2 separate regions of the Sus scrofa genome follow, and region 2 is linked to region 1. The links are chromatin contacts, called in public HiChIP or PLAC-seq maps. All regions are on one chromosome and are shown on one strand. The core of a region is the stretch at or near the end of the contact, and the rest is flanking DNA. Distances in the headings are between cores, read along the strand shown.

Region 1 (2,908 bases), core at 122-2,621:
TTTGGAAAAAAGTTCCTAACCTCTGTTCCCTCAAAGAACACCTGCCCTGAGGGAAATTATATCAACTAGTCAACAGAAGGCAGAAGAGACTGGGGCAGGGAGGAAAGAAGATCACAAAAGGGACATTTTACAGGATTTATTCTGATAGGTCATCATACTTGAGGCCCTCACCTCAGTGGAAGAGGATTTTGGAATCAAAAAGCCTTGGTTCAAACCTGTGCCCTCTTCCCACCCCTCCCCTACCCCCTAATCCTTTCTCTAATGCATTGTATGACTTTAGGCAAATCATTATTCATTAGATTTTTTTTTCCCCCTCTGGAAAATGGAATCTTATCAGACCTCTTCTAAGGGTTACTGAATGATCAAACGAGAGATAACATAGGAAGACATGATTCTAGGTCTCCAGTAAGCACAAGGCACAATGATGCTTAATGTATGTGCCTTTCCCTTTGCTTCATCTTCAGGCTTTCGGCTTGCCCTACCATTTAGCTCTCAGCTACAGTGTCACCTCCTCTGAGCCATCTCTCCTTCCTCATCACTCTCAATTCTATCACCCTGCTTTAAATTAGTCAGGATGCTTCTCAGGTGTGCAATGGCTTCACTTTTACCTGCTTATTGATGACTGATTGACTACCCCCCCACCACTAGTCTAAAAGCTCGTCCAAGGCAGGAGTTCCCATTGCAACTCAGTGGGTTAAGAATCTGACTAGTATCCATGAGGATGTGGGTTCCATGCCTAGCCTCACTCGGTGGGTTAAAGATCCAGCATTGCCACCAGCTGGGATGTAGGTCACAGATGCGGTTTAGATCTGGTGTTGCTGTGGCTTAGGCTGGCAGCTACAGCTCCTATTTGAGCCCTAGCCTGGGAACTCCCATATGCCACAGGGCCGAGACCTCGTCTTGTATTATTGCGGGCTTCTAACAGCTCATGGGACAGATGGACACTCAAATTTTGGTGAGTCAGGAGAGCAGTGGTTCAGAGCCTGGAATCAGGAGGAGGGCTTCTGGGATGTGAATCCCAGCTTTTCAATTTACTGGTTAGCTGACATTAGGCAGGTTAACTCTCTGTGCCTCATTTTCAGCCTATGTATAATGGGCGATTCTGATAAAACATAAATTTATTAGACATGTTAATGCGGGTAATACATTTAGAAGAGTGCCTGGCACAAAGTTAAGTCTTATATAAGGGCAGTTGTTATCCTTCAGTGAGTGAATAAAGTGTAACTACAATAGTGAGGCCACGTGACCCTGTAAGTGTTTCAGATACGCTCTGCTGCTTCAGGTTTGACAGTAAAAAGACTTATTCTTTTAGTAAAACTTGTTGCTTCGCTCCACCGCACCGCATCACCCACCTGGCTTGCCACGAGTTAGCTGAAGGGGAGGTGCGGTACCTAATTCCGACAGAGCCCCGGGTCACCCACAGGTGGCACTGCGCGGGGTTCTCCCGGCCTGGGGGTGTCCTCATCCTCGCACCGCGGTTCTGGGGTTGGGGGAGGAGGCCCAGCGCGCCGTCCGAAACACCAGGGAAGTTTCTTCGACTCTCCCCATACTCCAGTTGGGTCGCGGGAGCCCTGGCGCGTATCCGACCCACTCTGGCCATTTGTTTCAGACCCGCAGTAGGGCGGTGGGAACAGGTCGCCGCCGGTCTCGGTGAGCGGGGGCGGGGCGGTAGAGAGGCGGGGCGGGGAGCGCAGGGGCGGGGCCGGAGGGCAGGGGCGTGGCTGGATATCAGGGGCGGGGTCGGAGAGCAGGGGCGGGGGGGACTCGGGACTCCGTGGCGCTGGCAGACCTCACGTCTCCCGGGCTCGGCGCAGCCGGCGCACTCCAGCCAGGTAAGGGCGCCGAGGACCGACGAGGGCGGCCCGGGGACTGGGCGACTCTGGGCGGGGAAGGGTGGGGACGGAGATGCACGCGCCAAGAGGAGTCTTCTACAAACCCAGAGACGTGGAACTAAAAACGATTTTCTCTCTTCTGTGCCGCTGTGAGTGGGGACGTGCCGCGGCAGGTGAGGACCCCTGCTCCTGCGGTCCAGGAAGGGACAGGTGCACGTCCCAGCGTAGCCGCGCCTTCCGGCGGCCGCCGCCTCTCCGCCTCTCGGGCTCGGGCACTGGCCTCTACCGAGGAACACCCGCCCCTTTCCCCTTGGGTCTCTGGACCAAGGCCGCCCCTCGGCAAATTCGGCATTGGGTTCGCTTCTCAGCTGCGCCGCGGGGTTGATTCCTTCTCTCAGCTTGATTGAATCCGCCGAGGCTTGGCAGAATCCACCGAGACTTTCCAGAGTTGCACGTATCCTAAGTGCCTCACATTACTAGCCTTACGTTTTTCATCTGGGAAATTGTGTTTGAACCTTGAAAAAAGGGGTCTGGTGAATAAATATATTGGAAAAGCTAGGGCCTTGACTCGGTGTGTGTGGGGGGGGCGGCGGCAGCGTGAGCTTTCCCTCGGATCCTAAATTTCCTTTTGGTTTGATTTTTTTGTTTGTTTCGTTTTCATGGAAGAATAACACGTTGCTGTGTATCAGGTTCAGAAACAGCCTCATCTATTGCCATTCTTTGGAGACTGGAATATTTGATTAGAAGCTTGGGTCTCAATGTTAAGTCGGAACAACAGGATGACTGGTGGCTAAGTGGGTTTGAAGCTGGTCCAAAATAGTTAAGTGTTTTCAGCATATACCCTGTGTTTTTCCAGAGAGTGCCCATTTTTCCTGTTAGGAAATTCTGAGAATTTATTCTCTTCTAGATGATTCTCCCCTAAAGAGCTGGATAGGAAAAAACAGCCCCAACCAAACAGTAGGTTTCCCAGATAAGTTTAGGATTTAGCAGGTTAGTGTGTGACGCTAGTAGCTCAGCTGGCGAGAGTCACATGTAGTTTGGAGTGTCATGATTTCTGTGGAGAAAAGAAGTGTGTG
Region 2 (2,908 bases), core at 168-2,667, 120 kb after region 1:
CTGTTTGGAGTGGTGAGGCTGGGCAAGTGGCGAGCTCAGTACAAAGTAGCCATCAAAGCTATTAGGGAAGGCGCCATGTGTGAGGAAGACTTTATAGAAGAAGCTAAAGTGATGATGTAAGTTTCTGCATTTTTTTTTTCAGTTCCCCTTTTTGTATTAAACACTGGCCCCTCAACCTGCTCATACCCCGGGCAGTTTCTTTCCCTGCAGTAACTGTGTGTCTGCATGACTTCCCTCCCAGGAAACTGACACACCCGAAGCTGGTACAACTTTATGGTGTATGCACCCAGCAGCGACCCATTTACATCGTGACCGAGTTCATGGAAAGGGGCTGCCTTCTGAATTTCCTCCGACAGAGACAAGGCCATTTTAGTAGAGATGTGTTGCTGAGCATGTGTCAAGATGTGTGTGAGGGGATGGAGTACCTGGAGAGAAACAGCTTCATCCACAGGGACCTGGTAATCGCACGCCACCTGCATTCCCATTCACTAGCCCGATTCCTTTGTAATCCGGGTCATCAGCAAATGAGCCATGATGTGTTCATACCCAGTTTTTGTTCTCAACAACATTTCACCATTATTTATTTATTTATTCTTGTCTTTCTAGAGCCACACCCGTGGCACATGGAGGTTCCCAGGCTAAGGGTCACGTGGAGCTACAGCTGCCGACTTACACCAGAGCCAAAGCAATGCCAGATCCGAGCCGTGTCTGCGACCTACACCACAGCTCACAGCATCGCTGGATCCTTAACCCACTGAGCAAGGCCAGGGATCGAACCTGCAACCTCATGGTTCCTAATCGGATTCGTTTCCACTGAGCCATGACGGGAACTCCACCATTATTTTTAAACGTGGCAAATTTAACTTGTCCCTTGGAGTTCCTGCTGTGGCTCAGCAGGTTAAGAACCTGACTAGTATCCATGAGGATGTGGGTTCAATCCCTGGCCTCACTCAGTGGAATAAAGATCTGGCATTGCTGCAAGTTGTGGTGTAGGTCATAGATGCACCTTGGAGCTGGCATTGCTGTATCTGTGGCATAGGCAGGTAGCTGCAGCTCTGATTTGACCCCTAGCCTGGGAACTTCCATATGCTGCAGGTATGGCCCTAAAAAGACAAAAAGGCAAAAAGAAAAAAAAAATTATTTAAAAAATAAATTTATTTAGAAAAAAAATTAACTTGCCCCAGAATTTTAACAGAACGATCTTTATTGAATCTAATGCCTATAATATATAATTACATAGGCACCCACATCAATAATGCATACTTATATAGGTAATAGTTACACCGGTAAGTCACCATACACGAATATTTGACCTTTATCAGAATGCCATGAGATAGCGAGTCATAACAGATTTTCTGACCACCATAGCCTTAATAGAGAAGAAAATTGCATCAGAAAGTAAAATGACTTGCATGTGGTGTCAAATGGGGAAGTGATTCATCCTTTGACCCAACCTCTTTTCCATTTCACACGCTATAAGCAGACACTATAAGGGAAATCCTCTGTTTCCTATTCTTTAAGTCTCAAATCACTGGGAAGAGATGGAGGCTCATGTTAACTCTGGAAAATACCAGAAAAAGCAATCCTCTATTACCTGTTTTAAATTATTGTCATGGAGGCACTTCTTAATTTTTCCTCTCTCTTAACTCTGTCTCCCTTTCTCCTCCATTCTTTTTTTCTTCTCTGAGCTTCCCAAATGTGTCTGTTTTCAGTACGTTCCTAGACCATCAGTCCTGTGTAAGGATACCACGGACTATCATTAATTATAATTATCATGCCATGCCTTAGATCCTTAGAACTTGTGCTGTAACTGAAAGTTTGTACCCTTTGACCACATCTCTCCATTGCCTATCCCCCAGCCCCTGGCAACCACCAGTATACCAGTATACTCGCTCTTTCTATAACTTCTATGTTTTTTCTCCTTAGAGTCCATATATAAGTGATACCATACAGTATTTGTCTTTCTCTGTCTGGCTTATTTCACTTAGCATAATGTTCATCCATGCTGTTGCAACTGATAGGATTTTTTTTTTTTTTTTTTTTGGTCTTTTTGCCCTTTCTAGGGCAGCTCCTGCGGCATATGGAGGTTCCCAGGCTTGGAGTCTAATCGGAGCTGTAGCTTCCGGTCTACGCCAGAGCCACAGCAACGCAGGATCCGAGCCGCATCTGCAACCCACACCACAGCTCATGGCAACATCGGATCCTTAACCCATTGAGCAAGGCCAGGGATCGAACCCGCAACCTCATGGTTCCTAGTCGGATTCGTTAATCCATGGGAACTCCAGGATTTTCTTTTTATTATGTTGAGTAATAATCTATGGTTTATATACACCACATGGGCTTTATTCGTTCACGCATCGATGGACACTTACGTTGTTTCTATATCTTGACTGTTGTGAATAATGCTGCTATGAATATGGAAGTGCAGATATTTTTTAAGATACTGATTTTGTTTCCTTCCCAAATATATACTCAGAAGTGGGACGGCCGGATCATATGATAGTTCTGTTTTTAATTTCTTGGGGAACCTCCAAACTCTTTCCCAGAGTAGCTATACTAATTTACATTTCCACCAACAGTATACAAGAGTTCCTTTTTCTCTACCTTTGCTTTCTTGACGACGTTTGTCGTTTGTCGTCTTGTGTTTTTTTGTTGGTAGCCATTCTAACAGGTGTGAGGTTTTGTGGCTCATTGTGGTTTTGATTTGCATTTCCCTGATGATTAGTGATGTTGAGCCCCTCTTCAAGTATCTGTTGGCTATTTGTATGTCTTCCTTGATACAATGTGTATTCAGATCCTCTGCTCATTTTTCAGTCGGCTTATTTGCTTTTGTGCTGTTGAGTTGAAGGAATTCCTTATATATTTTAGATATTAACCCTTTTTCAGGTGTCTGGCTTACAAGCATTTT

Evidence for each region. HiChIP or PLAC-seq counts read pairs in DNA pulled down with a chosen protein or histone mark.
Region 2: a contact with region 1 is called in an H3K27ac HiChIP or PLAC-seq map of alveolar macrophages. The contact joins the enhancer-like site here to the promoter of TEC in region 1. A contact is called at or near these places in 8 of 47 Hi-C or Micro-C datasets (alveolar macrophages, blood, embryonic fibroblasts and 3 more) and 1 of 2 datasets of contacts at active chromatin or transcription factors (alveolar macrophages).

What each region holds. Positions count from the first base shown.
Region 1 is chr8:38,180,722-38,183,629 of Sscrofa11.1, reverse strand. It overlaps TEC (tyrosine-protein kinase Tec), which reads left to right and starts at 1,371. Exons shown (of 18, transcript XM_013978657.2): 1 at 1,371-1,650.
Region 2 is chr8:38,056,875-38,059,782 of Sscrofa11.1, reverse strand. TEC (tyrosine-protein kinase Tec) reads left to right here. Exons shown (of 18, transcript XM_013978657.2): 13 at 1-116; 14 at 242-458. Among named protein-coding and RNA genes, the nearest start is that of TXK, 10 kb to the right of the region's middle. Within about 2 kb of position 1,417, at least 8 of the 83 cell types and tissues checked have an H3K27ac peak or open chromatin away from gene starts, as enhancers often do. A contact at or near this core is called in alveolar macrophages and embryonic fibroblasts, where this site is marked.